Linked DNA regions of Mus musculus: region 2 is linked to region 1. Evidence: chromatin contacts called from public HiChIP or PLAC-seq data. All regions are on one chromosome and are shown on one strand. Each heading gives the region's core, a stretch centred on a gene start, on an enhancer-like site or on the middle of the called end of the contact. The rest is flanking DNA. Distances are from core to core; before and after follow the strand shown. Region 1 has its middle 19 kb from the start of Nucks1. Region 2 has its middle 15 kb from the start of Gm29630.

Evidence for each region. HiChIP or PLAC-seq counts read pairs in DNA pulled down with a chosen protein or histone mark.
Region 2: an H3K27ac HiChIP or PLAC-seq map of embryonic stem cells shows a contact between it and region 1, with 13 read pairs. The contact joins two enhancer-like sites. A contact is called at or near these places in 1 of 115 datasets of contacts at active chromatin or transcription factors (embryonic stem cells) and 1 of 9 other capture datasets (adipose tissue).

What each region holds. Positions count from the first base shown.
Region 1 is chr1:131,888,514-131,893,656 of GRCm38.p6, reverse strand. No RefSeq gene overlaps it. Among named protein-coding and RNA genes, the nearest start is that of Nucks1, 19 kb to the left of the region's middle. Within about 2 kb of position 3,331, at least 8 of the 459 cell types and tissues checked have an H3K27ac peak or open chromatin away from gene starts, as enhancers often do. A contact at or near this core is called in embryonic stem cells, where this site is marked.
Region 2 is chr1:132,261,033-132,266,542 of GRCm38.p6, reverse strand. No RefSeq gene overlaps it. Among named protein-coding and RNA genes, the nearest start is that of Gm29630, 15 kb to the left of the region's middle. Within about 2 kb of position 1,807, at least 76 of the 459 cell types and tissues checked have an H3K27ac peak or open chromatin away from gene starts, as enhancers often do. A contact at or near this core is called in embryonic stem cells, where this site is marked.

The DNA of each region.
Region 1 (5,143 bases), core at 2,082-4,581:
ATCTGTGGTAGGTACAACAGGCAGCATTACCTTTTAAAAACACAGTCCACAAATCACTTGTGATGGTTTGTATATCCTTGGACCAGGGAGTGGCACCATCTGAAGGTGTGGCCTTGTTGGAATAGGTGTGACCTGGTTGGAATGGGTGTGTCATTGTGGGTGTGGGTATAAGATCCTCACCCTAGTTGCCTGGAAGTCAATCTTCCACTAGCAGCCTTTGGATGAAGACATAGAACTCTCAGCTCTTCCTGCGCCATGCCTGCCTGGATACTGCCATGCTCCCACCTCGATGATAATGGACTGAACCTCTGAACCTGTAAGCCAGCCCCAATTAAATGTTGTTTTTTATAAGACTTGTCTTGGTCATGGTGTCTGTTCACAGCAGTAAAACTCTAACTAACATCACTCCACACTAAGGCCAGACAGTTCAGTTCTTTCTCTCTTTCTCTCTCTCTCTCTCTCTCTCTCTCTCTCTCTCTCTCTCTCTCTCTCTCCTCAGAGAGGTGAGAGGAGACCCAGAGGATTGAATTAGGGTGTCCCACAGGCTAAGTACTCTACAATTGACCTGTACCCTCAACCCTTCCTTTATGGTATTTGGGGGCAGGTTCTAAACAGAGTCCAAACTCTCTAACCCAGAATTTTAGCTACTGCAAGCAGATTCATCATGAACAAACCTAAGACCACTATGCTCACACTCCTCGGGCTGTGGAACACTTTTGTGTCACATACAGGGATAGATTGGTATATCTAACATGCCAGGAGCTTGAAGAATCACTAAGAGTCAGGGACACTGGCTCACTCCTACGAGCTCAGCTCTTGGGATGCAAGGACAGGAGGATTGTAACATATTTGAGGGTCAGTTGGGCTACAAAGTGAGCTCCGGCCAAACTGTGCTATAAAAACCTGCCCCCAAATATCACTAAGAAGGGGTTAAGGGTGTGGGTCATTTGTAGAGTGCTGAGCCTGTGGGAAGCCCTAATTCAACCCTCTGGGTGTGCTCTCACCTCTCTGAGAAAAAAAAAGAGAGAGAGAAAATTCACCAAGAAAAGAGCAAAAATGAACAAACAAACAAACAAGGAAACCAAACACTACAGAGATAGATGTCTTCGTGATTACTACATTATTGCTTATTGGCTGACCTTGAGATGGGAGAAATGACTTTGCTTATTCAAGGGGTTCCTGAGCAACCCCAAGGGTCCTTGACTGTAGAAAAAAAGGCAAAAAAGGTTGGAGTGATGAGCTTCAAGAAAAAAAATGATCCACTCTTTCTAGATTTGAGGAAGAATGGAGGAGCTCACGAGGCAAGGAATGGGAGCAGTCCCCAGAAGCTAGAAAATTCAGAAAACACATACATAAAAAAATCCCTCCACAAATATATGTATGTGCATGTACATGTATAGTATATGTTTATGTATATATATATATATATATATATATATATGTATTGTATATGTGTATGTATATGTATGATATATGCATATGTATATGTTTTGTTTCCTCTAAAAGCCATCAGCCTGGCCCATACCTTAATGTAAGCCTAATGGACTTCATACAACCAAAACCGTGGGCTAATACATTTGTCACTTTGACATTTTAGCCTTTTTAAGGAAGTTATGATTGTGGATTCTTTGTTTCAGTCAGAAAAACAAACCCCTCTGTAGTCCAACTGCTTCAGTGTTATGTGTATCGTCCCCCCCACCCCCCCCCATACTCTGTATGTGTGTTACAGAGATTTGAACCCAGGATCTTGTATAAACACTCTTCATTTGTTTTAAATCCTTAGACTTTTAAAAAAAGATCCTTAGATCCAACTCCAATTTTTTTTTAAAGGTTTATTATTCCTTTTTCTTTCATTGAGACAGGATCTCAATGGTAGTCCATGTGATCCTGAAACTCATTTCATGGCCCAGGTTTGTCTTGAAGTTGAGGCAATCATCCTGCTGAAAAGTCAGCTCAGGAACTCTGGGAAGGTCAGGACACACTAGCCCCTTGAAGGGAGAGGCGAATTAACATTTTTCAGACCACAGGGCAGGAACCGACCTGCGGGTGGGAACACATTCTGTAGGATGGACTGTTGCCTACCTCCAGACAATGGAAGTCCTTGTCACCTTATTCCCTAGAGACCAATCAGTTTAAAGGGTGCACTGTTCTGTGCACAGTTGCTGATTCTCTATACTGTCCCCCCGGAAACCATATAAAAACTCACTGAATGGTTACTGGGGGTCGCAGCCTCTCCTTCAGGTCTGGGAATACCCCAGTGCTTTGGAAAAATAAATTCCTCTTGTTTTTTTGCATCAATCCCTGATCCACGTGGCTCACTCAGGGGGTCCCTGGTAAGCTAAGGCTCCCTTGAGTCTTACACTGTCTCAGCCTCTCAAGTGCTAGGATGCAGGTATGAAGACACCAATTTTCTTTTTTTTTAAATCTTGAGACAGTTTTGATAATTTGTGAAGGATAATCTTGAATTCACTCTGTAGACAAGGAAGGAAGGTCTTGAACCAGGGATCTTCCTGCCTCAGTTTACCAAGTAGCTGGAATTACTGGCTGTTTGGTTTCAGACCTGTGGACAAGGGACCAAGGTGCATATTTTACACATCAAAACAGGCTGGGCCTACAGGTTCTCCCAGCATCCTTCAGTCCTTACCTGACATACCCTGTCCCCAGTCCTTACTTTTCCTGCCCAGGGGTTGGGCTGCCTTTCCCCCAAAGATCTTCCCTATATAATCCAGACATTTTGGGCTCCCTACTCTTCTCTGTGTCCCGAAGCTCTTTCTGTCTCTATTCTCTCATGCCCCCTCCATGGTGACTTCCTTGGCCTAGGTCCCTGGGGCCAGTGAACTTGCCCTAGAGCAGCTTTCCAATAAACCTGCCTATATAATTTAATCTGGCTTGAATTGGCTCATTTCACCGGTGAAGCAATAACTCATCACTGTTCTGTACCACCAGCCCTAGTTTTGACATGACTTATACAACTCCTTTGTTTGAGCCTGCTGCTAACTTCATCCTTCCATTTCTACTCCTGCAGTGGTCTGTGTCCCTCTGAAGGTCACATCTTGAAATTTCCTGTGTGTTGGTATTAAGAGGTGGAGCGTTAGAGGGGTGACTAGGTCATAAGGGTGGAGTCCTACGAAAGAGATTATTGCACTTTAAAAGATTAGGGAAATGGCCCAGTAGGAGAAGCAGTTGGTATGTAAACATGGGGAACTGAATTTGAATGCCCAGAACCAATATCAAAACTGAGCACAATAGTACTTATCTGTACTCCCAGTGCTCCCAGGGAAAGATGGGAAAAAAAAACAAGAGAATCCTTGAAAGCTAGTTAAGTTTTATAGCCTGACACACCCAGTGGCAAACAACAAAGAGACCCTATTTCAAACAACACCCAAAGCAAGGACCAACACCCAAGGTCGTCCTCTGTCAAATGTAGGCCGCGGTACACCGGTCCCCCCTCCCCCCCCAAAGTTACAAAGTCACAAGTACCTAGCACCTGGGACAAGGTGGATATACCACTATTGGTTAAGTAATTGACCTAAGCAATGTAGTAATCATCTTTTTAACCTAATTAGTACCTCCCTACACAGAAACCATTTAGACAATGGTATAAGACTTCTAAGCTTGCTGGGCAGTGGTGGCACATACTTTTAATCCCAGCACTTGAGAGACAGAGGCAGGAGGATTTCTGAGTTCGAGGCCAGCCTGGTCTACAGAGTGAGTTCCAGGACAGCCAGGGCTACACAGAGAAACCCTGTCTCGAAAACAAACAAACAAACAAACAAACAAACACCTTCTAAACTCCCTTTCCTCCCAACCTGAAATCCTAACTCAGCTCTTTCTGAATTTTTATTCATCTCAAATCCTACCTTGAAAATTGTCTTGCTGGTGGGTGATGTTCACCTGCAATCTCAGCTCCCAGGGGCGGGTGTGTGTGTGTGTGTGTGTGTGTGTGTAAGTAGGAGCATTGGAGCAATGGGAGGTGGAAGCACGAGCATTGGGGGCAGTTCAGTGTAAACGGAGGTATCAGTTGCATCACTGGGACTATTAAATAGTACGGTTTTATACTTTCCTTCTTTTTTAGCACTTTAGATCAAAGCCTAAGTATTACATGAATGGTAAGTGCTCTACCACTAAGGCACATCTCCAGTCCCATCTTCATTTTCCATAGTGACTAGCTTTTAATTTTCTTTCACTATAAAAATATAGAAGTAATTAAGGTTGTAGCTCGGGTTAGTAGAGTGCTTGCCTGGGATTGATCCCAGCACTGCATAAACTGGGCTTAGTCATGTGTGCCTGTGATTCTAGCACTAGGGAGGCAGACACAGGACAACCAGAAATTCAAGGCCATCCTTACTACATAGGGAGTCTGAGGTAAGCTTGGGCTACCTGACACCTTCCCTCAATTTTATACACACAGGAAAGAACCCCGTCATTCGCTCTCTCTCTCATATATATATATATATATATATATATATATATATATATATATATGTCACTGTCTTCAAACACACCAGAAGAGGGTATCAGACCCCATTACAGATGATTGTGAGCCACCATGTGATTGCTAGGAATTGAACTCAGGACCTCTGGAAGAGCAGTCAGTCAGCAGCATCTCTCCAGCCCCTCTTTTTACATTTTATTTAGATCTTTTATTCCATTCATTGTTCATATAAACAAGGTTTAATGTCTGACACATGCTTTGTAGGTATTAGATGCAAAGTCATTAAAACATAGGCCCTTCTTGCTGGGTATGGTGGCATATGCCTGTGATCCTAGCACTCAAGATCACAAGTTCCAGACCAGCCTGGGCCACATAGTGAGTTCTAGATCAGGCTGAACATCATAGCAAGACTCTGTCTCAGGAAAGATAGCTCAGTGGATAAAGAAAGACATTTGTCACCAAATCTGATGACCTGACTAGATTCCCGGGACTCACTCTAGAAGGACTACCCTGCAAGCTGTCCTCTGACTTTTACATACTCATAGGTATACACACACACACACATGAAATAAATAAGTAAATAGTTTTTTAAAAAAGGAAAACTATAGGGGGCTGGAGAGGTGGCTCAGCAGTTAAGAGCACTGGCTGCTCTTTCAGAGGTCCTGAGTTCAATTCCCAGCAACTACATGATGGCTCACAATCATCTGT
Region 2 (5,510 bases), core at 558-3,057, 370 kb before region 1:
GGTCTTCTCTGCATTAGCCTGGTGGCATCTGGGATGAAGAACTAGATTCTAGGGTATCAGTATGCTCTATACCTGCATATTTTGTCCAATCAATAGGGAAAAAAAGAGTGTCTTAGTTAGGGTTTTACTGTTGTGAACAGACAACATGACCAAGGCAACTCTTATAAAGGAAATATTTAATTGGGGCTGGCTTACAGGTTCGGAAGTTCAGTCCATTATCATGGACTGATAGGTGAGAACATGGCAGTGTCCAGGCAGACACGGGGCTGGACAAGCTGAGAGTTCCACCTCTTGTTCTAAAGGCAGCTAGGAGAAGACTTGCTTCCAAGCAGCTAGGACAAGGGTCTTAAAGCCCATGTCCAATGTGACACACCTACTCTAACAAGGTCACACTGAAAGAACCTAGTGGTGAAACCCCCACTCAGCTCCCGATTCGGCTTGCACCCAAGAATCACGAATAGAACACAACACCTTGATGTAACAACACGAGGTATTTTAATGGCGGAGCTCCGGGTGGAAATGTATCTAACACGGGAGACAGTGGATTCGACCACGAGGCTTGGAAGCTAGGGGTTTTTATAGAAAAGGAGTGGGGCTGGGGGAGGAATTGGCGCGGTTTCACATGATTGGTCCATTTAAACATCAGGAGCCTGTAACATTTAACTTAGGTCAGAGGGGTGGGAGATAGGGAGGTGATGGGCTTGCCCGGGCATGTCCTGGTCTGTTCTGCTATGTTCTCAGCCCCAGGTTTCAAAGCTCACAAACAACTCTTTGGGCTATTTGACATACATTACATAAATCACAGGTCTCGAGTTTTATTTCCTTTCAACACCTACTCCAACAAGGCCACACCTACTCCACAAGGCCACACCTCCTAATAGTGCTGCTCCCTGGGCCAAGCATATGCAAACCATCACACAGAGCCTGAAAAGGAGGGCTGTAAAAGACATGGGCACCTTGTAAATATCCAAGACAGAGCCATTCTTAGCGTTCCCTCTGCTGAGGAGTTACAGGGATGCACTGTCCACCTCCCTGTACATACTACTCAGTTGCCACAATGCTGCTGCTGGCTCTGGGATCCCCCGGATCTGACTACCGCCTGTTCAGCAGTCGTCACAGCCACTGGGTAGGATCCCTTGAGGCCTCTCTGCATACAGTGCTGCCTCTCACACACGCTGAATGGGCAGCTCCTGGATCCTGGCAACTGTCAGAGCCCCACACTCTAAGAACTGACTCGTGCTCCCCAAATCCCTCAGACTTTCAGCTACAGCTCCTGGGATTGCCCCTTTTTAGAAGCCTCCTTTCTCAAGCTACATGGGTGGCAGTAGAAACTAACAGGAAGACAACCCGAGAGAGACAGGCACCATAACCCCGGATGTCCTTGGGTTCACTGCAATCCTCCTGCCTCTGCTCTTGGGTTCTCAGAGCCTTGCTGAGTGTTACCTGGTACAGTTGATTCTAGAAAGTTTTTTTTTAATGCCTTGGCAAGTTCCAATTTACCCTGATGTAGACCACAATGACCTTTAAGACTCCTAGAGCAGAATCTTTCCTGATAGCCATATTGCTTAGGACTCTGTCACTCTACCCTCTGATCCTTCAGTCGCCATTGTGTCACTGGTAGGGCTATAGCAATGCTGCACCAGGCTGAGTTCTCTTATAACCTCACCCATGGTCTCCCCATTCTTTGAACCGACTCTTACTCATCCTTTGCCTTAACCATGACGTCATTTTCAAGAAGTTCCCACACCCAGTGTCTGTGGTAACTATCTCCAGACAGCCTGTGCCATCTTCAAAGGACATGACTCAGCATCTGTAACTGACTCTTGACCTCTCCATCCCAGCACCGGGCTGTGTTCCTTAAGAGCAGGAGCTGTGAGCCGGGGGTGGTGGCGCATGCCTTTAATCCCAGCACTTGGGAGGCAAAGGCAGGCGGATTTCTGAGTTTGAGGCCAGCCTGGTCTACAAAGTGAGTTCCAGGACAGCCAGAGCTATACAGAGAAACCCTGTCTCAAAAAAAACAAAAACCAAGGGGGGAAAAAAAGAGCAGGAGCTGTGTCTGCTGTTGGTATTGTTTGCCACTTTATCACAAGAGCACAGGATTGCAAATTAGTTGTTGAATTTGTATCTCTGGGTGTCCTGCACAGACAGGTTCTCTCCTTGGGAAGCAGTCTCACCATACTCCGCTCCTGAGAAACTTATCCCCCACCTCCCTCTAGCCCGAGTCCTCTCAGCGTCTATTGAAGATGGGAAAACCCAAGGTGTCTTTTTCTACTGTCACAAACCGTGCCTCTTCTGACACCTGATAAATGAGTTTCCTCCTCACATACTGAGCAATTCTGATGCCACACTCCCCAGCAGACACCAGCTGATTGTCCCCTAGTTCAGTTCTGACACTGCCTCCTGAAGAGAGGGAAAGACCCCTCAGGTGAGGGCTCCGTCCAAATATGACCTCTCCTGAGGTCTGGAGATACCATACATCCTGTGCTCTGACCAATCTGGCTCAGAAGCAGGGATTTGCAGGCCGTTCTTTGCCAACTCCTCCCTTGGGCCTGCTGTTGACCTATTATTGGAAAGGAACGGTATCCCTGTCGCCATTTTGCAGCTGTCTTCTTCGCTCTGGGTATTTCTGTTCTGCAGTCACCTCCAGGAACAACAGGGCTGAGAAACATCTGTGACTGGAATGGAATCTACCACTGCCTTCTTTCACCAAGGCCCACTTGACTAACTCTGATAATAATCAGCTAGACCCCACTCTGACTGAGGCCTTTTGTCCTGGGTCTGTCTCATGTGATTCGAATCCCTTCACCAATTCTTCTCATTTGGCTTTTTATTATTATTATTCAAATAAGGGTCTCACTCTGGAGCCATGACTGCCTTGCAACTTGCTATTGAGATGCCAAAGCTTTTAAATTCAGACTCCATTTTAGAGAACCTGACCTAAGTTTGAACTCAGGTAGACTAACAGGCTGGTATCCAGCACTAGTTTCCAAGTTGCCGCCCCCCCCCCCCAACAAAACCTGAGCCTAGCTCCAGTCTCTAGGCTAATCCCCAACAAGACCAGTGTCTCTTGGTTATCCCCCCAACAAACCTGCACCCCAGGTTACAAGCCCACCCCTTGCCTAATGACCACCAATGAAGAGGGGAGCAGAAGTTAAGTTTATGTTAGGACTCCCAGCACCAGCCAATTATGTTAAAGGCCACAGGAGCTTTCCAATTAGATGTTTGCACAAGTATTCCCTGCTTGCTGCTCACTATAAAGCCTTGCCCTGATAGACATTCGGGGCTCTCCCACCACCAAAACCATCCTGTGTGATGGTGGTGCATTGGAGGTTGGGGGAGCAAGCTAGCTCGAATAGAATAAAGACCCTGCTGTGAGTTGCATCAGATTGGCTTACTAATATTTTCCTGGCACAACACTATGTGTACTAATTATTTTGCATTTAGGCAAATGACTGAACCTGATTTTTTTTTTTTTGAACCCTCAGGATAGCTGGCCATCAGTGTGTGATATTATCTCAAAACAACAGTGAGCAGGTTGAGCTGAGCTAAGCTGAGCTGAGCTGCTGCTGGTCATTGACACAGCCCATTGACACAGTGACAGGTCATGAAACTAAGTTGGGTGTACTTCCCTTCAACTGATTTCAGGCTTCTGACCTTTAAGTACCAGTTGTGCACACGCACACGCACATGAACACATGCACACACACACACACACAGCTTCTTAGGGGTGTTTCCTTCACTGAGTATGCATAGGTGTTATGTGGATTCTTTTTATTTCTTGTCCGGTGTTCTTCTCCCTTGTTGGTGTAATATAGAGGCTGTTAAAGCCAAAAGCTCTTTCCCCAATCTCCCTTGATGCTCAAGATTAAACATACAACACAGAGCCAGGGGCAGCAGGGAACCCTTGTTGTCCTGTCTTAATTACATGCTGGTCTCGTAGCCTGAGCAGAACTTGTTGCAGCAGTAGTAAGGTATCAGGACAATGTGGGTCAGCCTTTCTCCTCTTCTTCCTCCTCCTCTCTTCTTCCTCCTCTCCTGTCCCTCCTTTTCCTCCTCCTTCTCTTCTTCTTCTTTGTCCAAGACAGGGTCTCTCTGTAACCCTGGCTGTTGTGGAACTCACTCTGTAGACCAAACTGGCTTTAAACTTAGAGATCCTCCTACCTCTGACTTTCTAGTGCTGGGATTAAAGGTGTGCACCACCATGCCTGGCTTTCTCTTCTTTTTAAATGTTTTTTTTAATTGTGTAGAGTGTTTTGCCTGCATGTATATTTGTGTACCATATGCATGAGGTGCCCATGGAGACCAGAGAAAGGCATCATATCTGAAACTGGAGTTGCAGCCAATTGTGAGCCACCGTGTGGGTGCTGGAAGTCAACCCCGAGTCCTCTGGAAGAGTAGCTGGTTTGCTCTTGAAACTGAGGCTTCTTTCAGAGTCTCAAAAGGTCTATGACATAGAATAGTGGATGCAGCTCAGTGAGATCCAACGTCTCTCAAGATTTCCAATAATGTAGCTATTTTCAAATGATTCTTTTGAGATTTACTCACGTGTGTTGTTTGCATGAATGTCTATGTGCCATGTATGTACAGTGCCCACAGGACAATAAGATGGTATTGGATCTCCTTAGGACTGGAGTTACAGATTAGCTACCATGTTGGGTGTGGGGTATTGAAAACTGAATCTCTGGAAGAGCCGTTAAGTTCTCTTAACCACTGAACTATCTCTCCAGGCCCTCAGATTTTCTTAGTCACAAAGAGATATGTCTCCAGGGCACTAGATAAAGGATTGCTGGAAAATTGTTAAAATTACTGTTCTCTCTTTTTTTTATTGTTTGTTTGGTTTTTTTTGTTTTTTTGTTTTTCGAGACAGGGCTTCTCTGTAAAGCCCTGGATGTCCTGGAACTCACTTTGTAGACCAGGCTGGCCTCGAACTCAGAAATCCGCCTGCCTCTGCCTCCCAAGTGCTGGGATTAAGGCATGCGCCACCACTTCCGGCTTACTGTTCTCATTAATAATAAGTTCTATAGCTTTATATTATGTTTATTTTCATGTTGGAGGTGTGACTTACTAATTAGCAGCTGAACTTTCTCTTAGTGCCAAGCTGCCTTGAGCAATAGATCTGTCCATCTGACAGATACCCACACGAGCACTCCATAGATGTCTCAAGACAAGTCTGCAAATGACAGCAGCTGAGGGGGGGGGTCTCAGTCACGGTTTGGACTGTTTGTGTCAGGTGTGTGCAATCACAAGCCTGAAAGAGCCATTCCTAACTTGGCCACAGGGAGGCGCATTTATCCAGCAGAGGGACTGATATGACTGAGACACTCATGATTGGTTCCAAAACAAAGCCGTAAAGACTGGTTGGTGCTGCAGGACAAGCTATGAACGAAGTCTGCCATGATTGGTCTAAGCAAGCCATCTCTGGATATGTAAGCAGGTTACATAAACTCACCTAGCATACTAACTGGGAGACATTTTCCTATGTTGCCTCTCCTTGTATAGCAGTTTCCTGG